Linked DNA regions of Mus musculus: all the other regions are linked to region 4. A link is a contact called in public Hi-C, HiChIP or PLAC-seq and promoter capture Hi-C data. All regions are on one chromosome and are shown on one strand. Each heading gives the region's core, a stretch centred on a gene start, on an enhancer-like site or on the middle of the called end of the contact. The rest is flanking DNA. Distances are from core to core; before and after follow the strand shown. Region 1 overlaps Baiap2 (brain-specific angiogenesis inhibitor 1-associated protein 2). Region 2 overlaps Gm11767 (a long non-coding RNA gene). Region 3 holds the start of Usp36 (ubiquitin specific peptidase 36). Region 4 holds the start of Gaa (glucosidase, alpha, acid). Region 5 overlaps Rptor (regulatory associated protein of MTOR, complex 1).

Evidence for each region. Promoter capture Hi-C pulls out the DNA fragments that hold promoters and counts their contacts. A called contact is a pair of places that touch in the nucleus more often than the background predicts. HiChIP or PLAC-seq counts read pairs in DNA pulled down with a chosen protein or histone mark.
Region 1: a FOXA1 HiChIP or PLAC-seq map of pancreatic cancer cells shows a contact between it and region 4. The contact joins the enhancer-like site here to the promoter of Gaa in region 4. A contact is called at or near these places in 3 of 39 promoter capture datasets (the C10 cell line, the HPC-7 cell line and embryonic stem cells), 1 of 115 datasets of contacts at active chromatin or transcription factors (pancreatic cancer cells) and 3 of 9 other capture datasets (adipose tissue, embryonic stem cells and liver).
Region 2: a FOXA1 HiChIP or PLAC-seq map of pancreatic cancer cells shows a contact between it and region 4. The contact joins the enhancer-like site here to the promoter of Gaa in region 4. A contact is called at or near these places in 4 of 39 promoter capture datasets (the C10 cell line, embryonic stem cells, liver and 1 more), 1 of 484 Hi-C or Micro-C datasets (B cells), 7 of 115 datasets of contacts at active chromatin or transcription factors (Th17 cells, astrocytes, bone marrow-derived macrophages and 3 more) and 1 of 9 other capture datasets (embryonic stem cells).
Region 3: a contact with region 4 is called in a Hi-C map of the G1E-ER4 cell line, with 4 times the contacts expected there. The contact joins the promoter of Usp36 here to the promoter of Gaa in region 4. A contact is called at or near these places in 1 of 39 promoter capture datasets (liver), 3 of 484 Hi-C or Micro-C datasets (all in the G1E-ER4 cell line) and 1 of 115 datasets of contacts at active chromatin or transcription factors (pancreatic cancer cells).
Region 5: a promoter capture Hi-C map of the 3T3-L1 cell line shows a contact between it and region 4, with 2.6 times the contacts expected there. The contact joins the enhancer-like site here to the promoter of Gaa in region 4. A contact is called at or near these places in 3 of 39 promoter capture datasets (the 3T3-L1 cell line, cranial neural crest and hippocampal neurons) and 2 of 115 datasets of contacts at active chromatin or transcription factors (bone marrow-derived macrophages and pancreatic cancer cells).

Annotation. Positions count from the first base shown.
Region 1 is chr11:119,978,402-119,981,101 of GRCm38.p6, forward strand. Baiap2 (brain-specific angiogenesis inhibitor 1-associated protein 2) reads left to right here. Exons shown (of 14, transcript NM_130862.4): 4 at 2,388-2,449. Among named protein-coding and RNA genes, the nearest start is that of Mir3065, 35 kb to the right of the region's middle. Within about 2 kb of position 1,365, at least 44 of the 459 cell types and tissues checked have an H3K27ac peak or open chromatin away from gene starts, as enhancers often do. A contact at or near this core is called in adipose tissue and pancreatic cancer cells, where this site is marked.
Region 2 is chr11:119,931,981-119,934,680 of GRCm38.p6, forward strand. Gm11767 (a long non-coding RNA gene) reads right to left here. Exons shown (of 5, transcript XR_001780400.2): 5 at 1,030-2,209. Among named protein-coding and RNA genes, the nearest start is that of Baiap2, 9.8 kb to the right of the region's middle. Within about 2 kb of position 1,416, at least 142 of the 459 cell types and tissues checked have an H3K27ac peak or open chromatin away from gene starts, as enhancers often do. A contact at or near this core is called in Th17 cells, astrocytes, bone marrow-derived macrophages and 1 more, where this site is marked.
Region 3 is chr11:118,288,960-118,291,659 of GRCm38.p6, forward strand. It overlaps Usp36 (ubiquitin specific peptidase 36), which reads right to left and starts at 1,285. Exons shown (of 21, transcript NM_001033528.1): 1 at 998-1,285.
Region 4 is chr11:119,266,597-119,269,296 of GRCm38.p6, forward strand. It overlaps Gaa (glucosidase, alpha, acid), which reads left to right and starts at 1,367. Exons shown (of 20, transcript NM_008064.4): 1 at 1,367-1,626.
Region 5 is chr11:119,862,111-119,864,810 of GRCm38.p6, forward strand. The region is part of intron 20 of Rptor (regulatory associated protein of MTOR, complex 1); the gene reads left to right. Among named protein-coding and RNA genes, the nearest start is that of Rptoros, 29 kb to the left of the region's middle. Within about 2 kb of position 1,396, at least 167 of the 459 cell types and tissues checked have an H3K27ac peak or open chromatin away from gene starts, as enhancers often do. A contact at or near this core is called in bone marrow-derived macrophages and pancreatic cancer cells, where this site is marked.

The DNA of each region.
Region 1 (2,700 bases), core at 115-2,614, 710 kb after region 4:
CTCTTGTCTCTGCCTCTCAACCAGCAATAAGAGACCAGGCTCCTTCACATTAATTGCTGCCTCAGTCCCTTCAAGCACATTAGAGTCCAGATCTAGAGTGTGCTACAAATGGGACTTCCATCCTTTTCAGAGGGACCTGGCAAACCTTAGAGGCTACTTGCCCTGTCTCTCTGTGTGTAGGTTGTCACTGACTTTGTGATCACAGCTTCCTGTTGGCCATATGACAGCCCTGTCATCTCTAGGAGTTCAGTCTCTGGGGGGACTATTGTACCCCTGTGTTATAGGAGTGTGGTGTTAGGCCTGTGGTCATAGATTCTTGGGACAGGGTGGTAGGCAGATAGCTGTGCTGAGGTTTTTAGCCCTGGCAGCCACAGGTACATGTATCCAGGTAAATTAGATGGTCTATACAAAGTTCCAGGCAGCTGTTGAGTTTGCCCTTTGCCCACAGAGGATGAACTGCAGGGAGGTGGTGGGCAAGCAGAGTGGGGCTGGTAGGGTAAGTCTGACCATGGGCCACTGACCACCCTGCTGACTTAGAGAGTTCTTTTCTGCTGACTGGGGCCAGTTGGCTGGCATAGCCTTGCAAGCCGTGTTCGCCGCTGTAGGCAACCTGTACTGTGCTCAGGGTCCCTGTGATCATTGATATTAAAACAACTTTTGGGACTAAGAGAGTTCCCAAGAATCTGACCTCCATGCGTCCTAGATGAACTCCCAGAGGGAAGCTGAGGTCCTAGAGGAAAGTTGTCAGAGGATTCCTTTTGGTTTCTAGCTGGTGATAGTGGGTGCCAGAAGGAGGGCTCCTTGGGAGAAAAGGCCTGCATCTGAAAGGGTTCCAGCTTCAGACACAGGCATAGGCTCTCCTCGTTTATGTCCACAGCACTAGCCAGTATCTGGGACTCCTCAAAGGGAGTTAACAGATAGTTGCCAACCAAGTAAGTAGAGCGAGACTGCTGGGTTTCTCCACATACGAGAAAATGAGGGCGTTTATTTTACAGATGAGGCGGGCCTGTGGCAGAGAGGGCGGGCGGGCGGGCTTACTGTCTTAGGTGCCTTTGTACCTGACCCATTACATGCCCCCCTGTGACAACTAAGCATGAGACCCTGAGCGTGACTCGAGGTCTCAGGGCCCTGGAAAAAGAAGAGGAACTAGGGTCTCAGGCTCAGTTGACAACAGGAGGGCACACTGTGGGTCAAGAACACAGCAAAGTAGCTAACCAAGACCCTTCGGCCTCATCTCTAGGCATGGAGTGGGAGGTAGGTGCTGGGATCTACTGATGAGTCACTGTTGGACTGAAAAAAAGTGTGCCTGGCCCTTGGTCCTCGGGGCTGTTTCTTTTGCCTCTCTCTCTCTCTGTTGTATACTTGTCAGAAGCTGGGGATGGGTGTGTGTCAGCTTAGTGATGACTTTGCAGACGGCTGGAGGCTCAGCTCAGCCCAACATTAGAAAAAAACCGGACATTAGTCTAGCCTGGAGTGTGTGCCAGAGGCAAGTGGGAATGAGCTAGGTGATACCCAGGCTGAAAAAGCCAAGATGGCGTTGACTGCTGAGCTGCTGAGCCTCTGTTGTCTTAGCTTCTCTTCATAGGTAGGCCGGGCACAGCAGGGCCCCTGAAGTGCTCATGTGCTGAAAAGTGTTTATGGGGCCAGATCCACGCCCACACCACGCCCATGAGCAGTGCTCTGTGGCCACTGAAGCTGGTCCAAAGCATCAGTCCCCCTTCCTGCCAGCCATTCTGGGCCCACCAGCCCCGCTGATCCCAGAGTCACTGGAGCACCACTGGTACAAAGGGCACACTCTGCCAAAGCGAGTGGCTCTGAGACTAGCTCCTCCTCCAGAGGCTGGAGCCAGATGAGGAGCCAAGCCCAGAGTGCCATTTAGCTCTTATTTCTTTTCTTATGAACTCTGGCAGAGAGGCCTTGGGTCAGAGACAGTAGTTAATTCCCTGTGTCCTATACTAGGAGGTGTTTCTGCTCTGGTGTGGGGCTCAGGAAGGACATCATTGGCTAGCTGGTGTCTGAGTGAGTGTGAGGTCTGTGTAGGTGTAGCTGGTGTCTGAGTGAGTGTGAGGTCTGTGTAGGTGCTCATTTGTTCTCAGAGCTGTGCCAAGGGAAGAGCCCATCTGCACAGGTTCTTCTATCACATGTCTATCACATGTCTGTCCTGAGCAATGTCTGTCCGGAGCATGTGCTTCATGCTGGACATTAGTGCTCCCACGGGACACCAGGCACTCTAACTCAGTCACAAATCGATCATCATTTTAGACTTTTCTGTTCCTCCTTCCCTTCCCATCTAGAGTCTAGAGTCACAGAATGTCTGTGGTGTCCAGTGTCTAGCCCTGGTGTAGGCACAGTGATTGGAAATCTCTAACCCACTTTCTTTCCTCCAGGGGACGTCCTCTTCCAGATGGCTGAGGTGCACCGGCAGATCCAGAACCAGTTGGAAGAGACGGTGAGTTTGGCTGTGGGACCTCTTCCATGGGTTCAAGGAGCAGACATAGTGAGCAGGGCATCAGGTGTCAGTGAAGAAGACTGGCTGTTTGCTACAGCTGTGTGTCCATTTGGGACTTCCATAGCCACAGTGATCTCCCAGGAAGATGACTTATGGTCTCGGGCCCTGTAAAAAGAAAGGGAGCCAGGATCTAATGCTCAGCTGACACAGGGACCTGTGATGGGTCAGTGGGAGGTGGCTCCATGGAAGAA
Region 2 (2,700 bases), core at 166-2,665, 670 kb after region 4:
GAGAGCAGGGCTGACCATCTGCAGCTGGCACTTGCCAAGTTTTGTCACACTGGGTTTAATGACAAGCCTAAGGTTTGAGAGGCATTTGACAAGAGTGGGGACTAGGCTGAACATGGTGACACACACCTTTAATCCGAGCGCTGTGGGGTGGGGAGGGTGGGCAAAGGCGACCGGATCCCTGTGGTTTTGAGGACAGCCTGGACTATAAATCAGATCCTGTCTCAAAACCGAAGAAGACACACAAGAGTGGCAACCGGAGGACCAGCCTGTGCTTCAAGGTTGCCGAGCTTCCCTTCCCAGTGGTGGGAGGTGGTAAAGAGCTGGCAGCAACTGTGGAGAACAGAGCAGAGCAGAGGGCCGGGGGTTTCCAGAGCAGGAGACACAGGCAGGGGTTCTCAGTGTGTCCACAGCTGGAAGCCTGGAGGATGGGTCCTAGAAACAGAAGCCAACCAGGGGCAGCTGAAGCAAATCCCGCCACCCCTCCAGTCAGTTCAGTGCCTCAGGCTTGGTGTGAGGTGGCCAGCGGCTTCCTGCGGGGGTGGGGGGGTGGGGGAAGCTAGAGCATCAATGTCCCTATTGAAAAGAATGCTCTGGGAGTTGTGGCCTGCGTGTCTGAACTCTGCAGTGACAGGAAGAAGTGTGCACAGGCATGGCCGGACTCTAAGTCAATTTCACTTACAGGGCCCGGGGAGCTGGCTCAGCGTGCAAAGTGAGCCCTATTCCCAGCCCCAAGTGTGATCCCAGCATTCAAGAGGCAGAGGTAGGAGGACCAGATCAAGGTCATCCTTGACTCTGTAGTGATTATGAGGCCAGCCTGGGCTGTCTCAAAAACAAACAGGGACTGGAGAGATGGCTCAGCAGTTAAGAGCACATGTTGCTCTTGCAGAGGACCCAGGTTCAGTTCCCAGGACCCCGTGTGTCTAGAGAATCTAATGCCCTTTTCTGACCTCTGAGGGCACCAGGCACTCTTGTGGTGCACACACATACATGCAAGGGAAATACTCCTATACATAAATTGAACATTTTAAAGACAGTAAAAAACCAAAACTTTATTTGCAAAGCCCTGCAGTGGCCAACAAGTGATAGTGTGTGGGGGGCCTCTGACCTGGCACCACCAGAATCTAACCCATGACATCAGCCCTGGAAGTGTGTGCGGGTGACAGCAGGCACAGACCTGGAACCCATTTGCATCACATTTCTGCTTAAAGAAAGGAAACAGCAGAGAAAAATGGCCGAAGTGGTGATGGAGACTCAGCTGAGGCCAAACTGTGGCAAACTTAAGGCTGCAAGCCCAGCTGGTGAGGAGCCAGAGCCCACAGATGGTGACTCAGACCGTCGCCTAGGAATGAAGCTGCTGTTGTGGCCCAATGTGGCCAGAGGCCCTGGGATCTCACTGCTGCTGGAACTGGGAGGGATGGTGGAAACTCCCTTGGCCCAGCCTGAGCTAGCCACAGGCATTTCCTCCCCTCTAAGTGCCTGCCAGGGGCTCAAAGCCTAGAGCCAATGAGTTCTTGGGAATGACTACCTGAGCCACAACCCTGCAGGAAAGGCACTTCTCGAGGATGCTGGCCCTGCACCCTGCTGCCAGCCCCACGCCCTGTTACTCAGCCTCTGACTGCCACCACCCTTGCTTTTGTGACAAGTGCTTAGAATTAGTTTATACTGTCCTCATTTCAGCTCGAGATCTCAGGGACATTTGACAAGATGAGAGCGGAGACTCTACTGGGCATGGTGGTGCTCATTTTTCATTCCAGCACTGGAGACAGGGATGGGTGGATCTCTGAATTCGAAGCCAGCCTGGTCTACATAGCAAGTTCCAGGATAGCCAGGGCTACACAGAGACCAGGTCTCAAACACACACACAACTTTCTGCTGGGCCAGTGGTGGGAGGCCTTGAGTCTGACTGGGACTCCAATGGTAGGAGGGAATGAACTTGGGCAAGCTGCCCTCTGACCTCACTAGTGTGGGAGTCCCCCAAGGCAGGACAGCCTAAGATCCCTTGCTTACAGGGACAATGACGTGTGGGAGGCTCTGTGCAGGATGTGGTGAGAGCAGCAACCCCAGGTTAGCAAGGGCTACGGAGGGAGGGTGGTAGTGGGGTATGAAGGTGCTGGTCCTCAGAGCAGAGCAGCGCAGAGCAGAGCAGGGTTAGCTTCTGTGGCTCTTCAACAAGCCCGTTCTTGCCAGGTACAGCAGGCATAGTTGCTACCTATGGGAAGGAGGTGTGTACTACCCCATCATCAGGCCTGTAACTGGGGACACCCACCCTGCCCAGGGTCACTGTTCCCCTTCCAGCACCCTGTGAGTGAGGCTCAGCTACTCCACCCCTCAGTCCTGGGGTGCTGTCAGCTGCAGGGAATGGCCCTGTCCGTGCCTGGGCTCTCACAGGTGTCTGTAAGGAGCAGGTGGGGACTTTCCCTCACCTCACTCATGTGTCTGTGTCAGTGGGCATCTGTCATGCTTCATCAAGAGTGAAGATTGCGAGCTGTGGCCAGGTGCAAGCCGGTTGTCTCCGGGCACCCACAATCTCCTTCCCACATAGCTCTCTGGGGTAGAGGCTGTGGCTCTTTTTTAAAAAGAGAAGACTCTTGGCCAGTTCCAAGAGGTCAGCAGGGACGTATATATGTATAATCAAAGCAGAATGGACCTAGTGGGTTATTATGTGTGTGCATATGTTTATGTACACATTAAATATGTAAC
Region 3 (2,700 bases), core at 35-2,534, 980 kb before region 4:
AGGCTACTCAGCCAAGATCATTTTTGAAGCTATAGCAGGAAAAAAGTGTCTATCATTCTACCTGGAAGATACGGCTATGTGATGTAGGAGCGAGAAAAATGTTCGTGTAGTTCCCAGCAAACCCTCTAACATGCACACGCAGCACGTGTGACTCTCAGGCCAACCGGGATGCTTCCTCGACCCAGGTCTCTCAAGGACTAGGATACTCTGCACGCCCAATTTACATATCTAATTCGGAACTCAAGCCTGGCTCCTCCCTTCTGACAGATGTCATTTAAACAAAGCATTTCCTTCAGCTCTTTAAGCTGTTTTCCAAGAAATACTCAAGTCAGATTCTCAGGGTCACTTACATGCTGGCGAAGACAGAGCTGGGGCCTCCAAGGCATCCCACCGCAGAGCATTCCAAGTCAGGGAACAGTTGAACTACATGCTCTTTGGCATCCTCAGGCATCCAAGGTGCCTCCCTGTCTTAGGATGCTATTCCACCATCTCCATCACCAAGGGTCACGCCACAGACGCAGGCAGGCTCGCGCGCGCACACACAATCACACACCATAAGCAATGGGCATTTTGGTTAGAATGCTATCCTGCTATTACATTTCGGTGTGGATCCGTGTTAAGGATCTGACCCTGCCCTAGTCTATAAAATGGACTACAGCTATACCTCCACCCTAAGATTTCCAGCTCCGGGAACCTTCAAAGGAAAACCCGCTCTGAGAGAACAACCGCGATCCCAGCGACCTCACGTTCCAGAAGCTCCCTGGGATGAAGACTGATGCAATTCCCTGGCTACGCTAGGGTTTACAGGCACCCCTCACATCACCTGTCCCTTCCTCGGAGTCCCTGGCATCCCTTGTTCCTCCAAGTCCCTCGCACCCCAACCTTCTCCAGTGTTGCCCTACGCCCCTCTCACGCCCTGTCCTTCCCGGCGATCCCTGTCCCTTGCGTCCGATGTTCTTTCTGCGTTCCCCGGTGCCCTCGCCGGCCACGCACGCACCTGTCAGCCTTCGCTGGAGTCCCCAAAACCCGCGGGTAGAACGCGCACCCTCCTCGTCCCAAGCCCCGCGGAAGCTCCTGCGCTCCGCCGCGCCCGACCTCGACCTCCTAGGCCTCTCGGGAACCCGCGGAAGGCCCGCGCAGCACCAGCGTCCGATCCGGGCCGGGCCAGCATGCGCACCATCCGGGCCTCCAGAGCCTCACACACGTGTCACCACGACGTTTAAAGGAGCCGCACTGCAATGTGCTCCCTGAGTCCGCGTGAAGGGCACGTTCGCCTTAAGAGGCGGAGCTAACGGCGACTTGTCTCCCTGGACCCTCCCTTCTCTGCTATTCGCGACGCACACGTCACCCCTCCGCCCCGCAGGCCTGCCAGTCTACGCGATGACGCAAGCGCGTAGAGCTAAAAGCTCCGGAAGCGTCCCGGAGTCCAGAGACCCTGCTGCGGCTTGGCGTGGTTCCCGCGGTGTACGCGAGTGGCGTCACTTCCGCTTGCGTGCCTGACATTGCCAGTGCGCAGGCCCAGTGTGCTGCGGCGAGGAGCTCAGGGCTCACGTTCAGTGCAAGCCACCGAGGCTTTGAAGATTCACCGTTCGTTAGTTCTTACCTGCAGGCGTCCTTTTGAAAAAAAACAAAAAAACAAAAAAAACCCTAGCAAGCCGGGCATGGAATGAGGCCCTGGGTTCCATCCATCACTGCATGAAACAGGCGCTGTGGCACAAGAAAGCAGTTTCTGCAACTCTGAGGAGTGGAGGGGGTGGGGGATGATCAGAACTTAAACGTCATCTCTGGGATCCTTGAGATGCTGGCTATAGCCACTCCACCGCTTAACTTAAGTGGCCAAGGCTGGAGGATCATTGGAGAATGTCTTCTGGACCACGTAGCAGAACCTTGTCTTTAAAAAAGGGGGTGGGAGTGGGGGCTGATGGGGTAGTAATGGCAAAGACCAAATCCTGTTAGCCTATACCAATGTCCCTTTTAGAGCTAGAAAGATGGCTCAGAGGTTAAGATGGCTTGTCGTTCTTTCCAAGGACTTCCCAGCACCCATACAGTGGTGGTTCAAAATCTCATGTAACTCTACATGTGGCAGACACATATGACCTAAATTAGAAAAAAAAAGTTCTCTTAGTTTTAAAAAGATTTTGAATTACATACGTATAGGGGAAGAATATCTGAGTGTAGGTGCCTGTGGAGGCCACTGGTGTCTCATCCTCTCTTAGAACTGGAATTACAGGCAGCTCTAAGTTGTGAGCTCCCAGTGTGAGGGCTGGGAACCAAACTCTGGTACTCTGTAAGAGAAGTAGGGGCTATTAACTATTGAGTTCCAGTCCCAGAATCCTCCCTCTTTATTTAGACCGACTTCTTTGTTCTCTGACCACTCTTTGTGTCTGGCTGGAGCTGGCTCTATAAACCCACTGTTCTAGGCTGGCTACAATGAATTACTGCTTTTGCTGTCCCGAGCCTGATACAGTTCCTGGGAAATTCACTGTTTTAGCACGCTTCCTGTGTGGGAGCTGGCACCTGGCATAAGACCTAGGTTTTTAATCCAGATGTTGTTCTAATTAGCCTGTTACTTTGCAAATTTCTCTTACTTGGAGGCTTGATCTGTGGGGACAAAAAAATAAAATAAAATTCAGAGTCAGTAGCTCAGTTGGCAGGTAATAAATTTAGTCCCCAGGCTGGGCGATAGTGGCACACACCTTT
Region 4 (2,700 bases), core at 117-2,616:
TGCAGAGCAGGGGTTTCCCTGTCGGACCCCAGAATAGGCACAAGCCACCAGGAACAAAGGTGAAGAACAGCAGCAAATGACTCGGCAGGTGTAAGGGGGGATGGGCGGGCCCAAGACAGGGTCTCTGTGTACCGTTGGCTATCCTGGAACTCACTCTGTATGTACACCAGGCTGTCCTGAAAATCAGAGCTCCACTTGCTTCTGCCTCACAGTGCTGGGATCAAAGGCGTGTGCTGCCATTGTTGGCTGCTGGTGTCATTTTTAAGAAGAGAGAAGGGGCCGGGCGTGGTGGCGCACGCCTTTAATCCCAGCACCCGGGAGGCAGAGGCAGGCGGATTTCTGAGTTCGAGGCCAGCCTGGTCTACACAGAGAAACCCTGTCTCAAAAAACCACACAAAAAAAAAAAAAAAAAAAAAAGAAGAGAGAAGGGGAGGCCTGTGTTAGGATGGGCTAGCATGCGGTGGTAAGGTTTGGTTTGGTGTATTAATTACATGAACCAAAGGGGGCTTCGGATTGCTGGACTTCAATACTTTAACAGCTGGCCCCTGGCAGTCAGCCTTAGGCGGAGGAAGTGGCCAAATAAGGGAAGAGACCTTGATGGCTAGCTTTAGGAATGTAATCTAATGTTTGTTTGTTTTGTTTTGTTTTGTTTTTCTTTAGCAAGGCAGAGGGAATGGGCACAAGGGAAAGATTGCCAGAGCCAAGCTCAGCACATTCAAGCTGGCCAGAGTCCATCCACCTTCCCTCGCTGGCCAGTCCTCTTGGCTCTCATTATCCTGCCTGCACACACTGTGCTCCGACAAGCTGCCAGAGCTGAGGACACCGTCTTCTCAGGCCTTTCTCCTCTCCCAGCATGGGATGGGGAGGGGGGCGTTGAATTTCTTGGTGTACATTGTTTCAAAAGTTTGACAGCCAGAGGCACAAATGCCCCTCCACCCCCCAGTGGTCCCAGCAGTACAGGAGAGTCAGGGCCTTGCACATGGTAGGCCAGTGCTCTACCCCTATCTACATCCGGCCTGCCAACTTTGGTTTTTGAAACAGAGTTTCACCAGGTGTCGTATGCTGGCCTCAAATTGTCAATCTTTCTTGCTGCTGCTTCCCGAGTGCTGGGATCACATGCCTGCACTACTACCCCGGGCTTCTGGCTCAATGTATGACCTGCATCATACTTATATCAAATGCCCCGGATCATTTACTGTTTCACCATCGTAGGTTTTCTGTGCGATCACGTGTTTGACTCTGACTCCAGGTCTGGGCTGGTTTAATCTACTGGAGCTTTTGCAACGCGATGACGTCCTATGGCTGCCATTCCAACACCTGCGCTCACTGTCGCCCTCAGCCACTAGGGGGCGCAGCGATAACACTCACACGGACTCCGCCGCCTACGCAGGAGGTCGTGTGACGAGGTCCGCGCGGACGAGCCCCGCCCACAGACCACGTGACCCACGCTGCCCGCTGAGCCTGGGGGTCTTCGGCCTGGAGGGTGATTGCGCAGGTGAGCTGGGCGAGCTGGTGAAGGCTGTCTCCGGCCCCAGAGCCTCCGGAGGAGCGGCCTCCTCCAGGCAGGCAGGGCCGACTGTCAGCGAGTTCCTGCTTTGGAGAATCGAGCAGAGACACGCGGCATAGGTGAGACCCCCGACCCAGGCAGCCACGGACGGTGACCTTAGTAAGACAGCAGGCTCCGGTAAAGTCCGGGATTCTAGTTCGTGCCCGCAGTACCAGGCGGGCAAAGCTCTGTGTGTATGTGACGCAGGGGGAAACTGAGGCACAGAGAAACCGAGAACCTTCACTTTGACCTCCCGTGTCTGACAGGTTGGATTTGGACACGCCTGTGCCTGGTGACGCAGCGATCCAGCTGCTTTCCAGAAAGCAAGCTTGAGGTCACCAGGTCAGCCGTGGCCTCTGAGTTCAGTTCCTTCCCATGTTTTTTTCTCTAAATTGTGGCTGAGAGAACGGGCCTCAGCTGCCTGCTCCCAGTTTCTGGGACTTTGTTCTAATGCGTGTGTTTCTGAGTTGCGCCCTGCGGCCTCCTTGGAGGGTCCTGGAAAATGCAGATTCCCACCCTGCCCCGCAGAATTTGAGCCTGCGAGTGTCCTTAGATGCTGAATCATGGTCAGTGTCACTTACGTCTGGAAGGGCCAGGTGGAGCTGGGCCTTACTCGGCAGTAAAGACAAAATGGGTCTCTGGTCTTCGAGCCAGATCCACACACTGGATCTTTCTGTGGCTCATTATGGTGGCTCATTATGGCCGCTGGGCACCTGAAAGACCAAGGCGTGATTGGAGGGTAGGAAACTGCAGCCTACGCAAGCACTCCAACTCCCTCAAGATGCTGGAGAATCACTCACCATGGTAACGGATTTCAGTCATGCCTACGTAACCGAAGGCCCACAGAACTGAACAGAGCTGGCTGTGGTCTCCAATGCCAGAAAGCCCAGCGTGTAGGAGATGGTGGCAGGGACCCAAGCCATCCCTGGCTTCATAGCAAGTTAAGGCAAGCCTGGGCTACTGCAGACCCTGTCTCAACATGGCAGCCACGTGGGTTCAGAGACCATCCCAGTTGATCAACACATTTGAGTGTTGGGAGCCTGGGAGCCACTCCCAACCGTTCTCCACCCATTTCTTCATTCTGGCTGTTCTTGAGTTACAGCTTTCAAAACCAACCAACCAGTAAATATAAGTGAAGTGCTTTTCTGAGTTCT
Region 5 (2,700 bases), core at 146-2,645, 600 kb after region 4:
AGCCTTTTCATCCCGGCATAGTAGTGACCTGGTGAGGCCCTGAGTGTGCACCAAGGGGCAGAGGCTACACATGTGTCTGCCCTAACTGAGAGAAATCCAGCAGGGACTTGCTGGAGAGAGTTAATGCTAGGAATGTAGCTCAGTGGGGGAGTGCTCACCTATCACACACAGTCCCTGCTGTGGTGACCAAAGCTTAGTGGGTCATACGAGGATGCTGAGGGTCAACTACAAAGACCATGCAGATGTTCCAGGGTCACTGGAGATAGGAGGCCAGAGCAGTGGGTCAGTATAACACCCCCCAAAGGTTCTATACATTAGGCCGACAGCTTAGACTCAGAAGGGAAGGTATAACTAGATTTACTCTGAAGCACCATGACAGGCGCACAAGGAAGAACAAATACAATGGCCACATACACACGCAGCCACCACCACCCACCACCGCCAGCCACTGCCACCACTCCCCCAGCCCTGGGACCTGTGTTTCTAAAGACTGGCAGAAGTCTTGGCCATTTCCAGATCATCAGAGGACCTGACCTCACTCTGCCAGCTCTTCAAGCCCTAGATGAGGACTCGCAGCCTCGTGTCTATACAGTCCTTTCCCAATAAGGCTCTGAGGTTCAGAAACAGCTGCAGAGCTCTGAGAGACTGCACTTCACCACATGCTATTCAGAAAGCTGTGGCCACTGCTCTGAAAATCAATCCTAGAACATCACGGTCTTTTATTACTTCTAGTCTAGACATGAAAATAGATCCTTAGCCCTTCTAGAGCTTAGCAAGTAGCAAGTTGCCGGCCAGGCCCAGTTCCTGCCTCTGCTTTGAGGCAGAACCCAGTGTCCTTACCTCAGTCCCATGGGCCCTGATCCGTGTGTGAGGGTGGCAGGTTGTATTTTGGAGATGTTAAGACAGGGCAGTTGATTTGGCAAGGAGCCAGGGAGAATCACTCCTGGCAAATCAGGGCTGATGTGAAATCAAGAGGTAATTTGTAACCACAGCTTCCCTTTCCACTAAAACAACTGTGCCTCCCATCCCAGTCAGAGGGTGGTAAAGCTTAGAGTTGTGTTCTCTGCTACGGTGTCACACAGAGCTCAACATCCACAGTCAGCCCAGTCATTGAAATAGGCTTTAAACTACACAGTAATATTTACAAGTGTCTCCCTTTCTCCATGTCCTGCACATTGTTAGACTTTTCTGGCAGTGTTCTGTGGGGTTCCTGATTCTAAAGGACTCCCCAGAGTTCTTTATTCTGTATCTGCCACCCCAGCCCATGAGGCCACAGGGGCTTTAGGACTCCACCTGTGACTACCTACTCTGTTCAGTGTCTGCTGAGTTTGGTCAGTAAGCTGAGGGAGGGAGGGAGGGCCTGAGCCCTCATTAGTCACGCACCAGCCCCTCCCCAGTCTGTGACGTCAGTCCGTCCGACATCTGAGTAACACGGTTCACCAGAAGCTTCGAGATAGATCCCTTACAGCTTGGTGCCACGTGGCAACTGAGCTTTGCAGGAAGCAGCGTGTCACTCCCCAGGAGGATGCCTGAGAGTACCAGAGGTAGCTGTGTGAGCACTTGCTGTCGCTTAGAGAGGCGCTGCCAACTCCATCTGAGTGGCCAGTTCCCTGTCTCTCAGGGGAAACTGAAAGCAGAACATGTGGCCCTGTCTCTAGAGTACACTGGAAGCCACCTCCTTCTCCTCTCCTCAGCTGCTGCTTAGCAACTCCATACCTCAGAGCTGGAAATCGGATCTGAGGACATTTCACCCAGAGAGATTCTAAGCTGATTGTACTAGTTTTCTTAGACTTTACTTGTAAATCTAGCCCAGTGTTTGGAACTGTAGAGTTTTAAGTTGAAATGTCAGTCCTCTACTTCTGAGTTGTAGCCACATGAGAGAGCACGGAGTGAGAAGGCTGCTTTCTTTGGATTTTCCTGCCACTGTGCAACCCAAGCTACATTCCTCCACCACATCCAGGCTTATCACAGGCCTAGGTCTCCTGGCACATGTGCCTTCCTACTTACTGCTTCCTGGGCTCACTGGAGGCTTAGAACTACTGACATCGAGTCTTTGCAGTCCTGTGTTGTCGCCTTATAGAGATGCCTGTCTCAGCTGGACACATGGCGTAATGGTTAGGAGCTCTCAGTGCTCTTGCGGGAGATGTGGGTTCCGTTCTCAGCACCTCTGATGCATAACTCCAGGTCCAGGGATCCTCCTTTGACTTCACTCGGTTCTTACATGCACATGGTGCTCATACAGACCTTCACACACACACACCACACATACCACACACACACCATACATACCACACACACACACCACATACACACACACCATTTTTTTAAATTAAATAATTATTTTTTAAATTCCTGTCTTAAGACTTAGCCCCTCAGTGACAGGCAGAAATGCCTTACTCAGCTCAAAAGAGAAGCTCTGTATTCAGGAGCTGAGGTGCAGCCCACTTGACCTCGGCACCCTCTTAGTGAGTGGGTATACATAGCTGCCATGGCTCAGGCTTTGCCCTACACAGCCCAGGATTAATGGAAGGGAAGTTGGATTCACTTCCCATCTATAGATGAGCACGCAAGTCAGCAGTCATTAGAGAGTGGACAAGCAGAGCTCAACAAGTAACAAAGTACATGTAGAGAGGGCAGTGGCCACAGCTGTGCATCCCACATAAACTGTACATCTGGCCATGCTGTCATCTAGGAACCTAG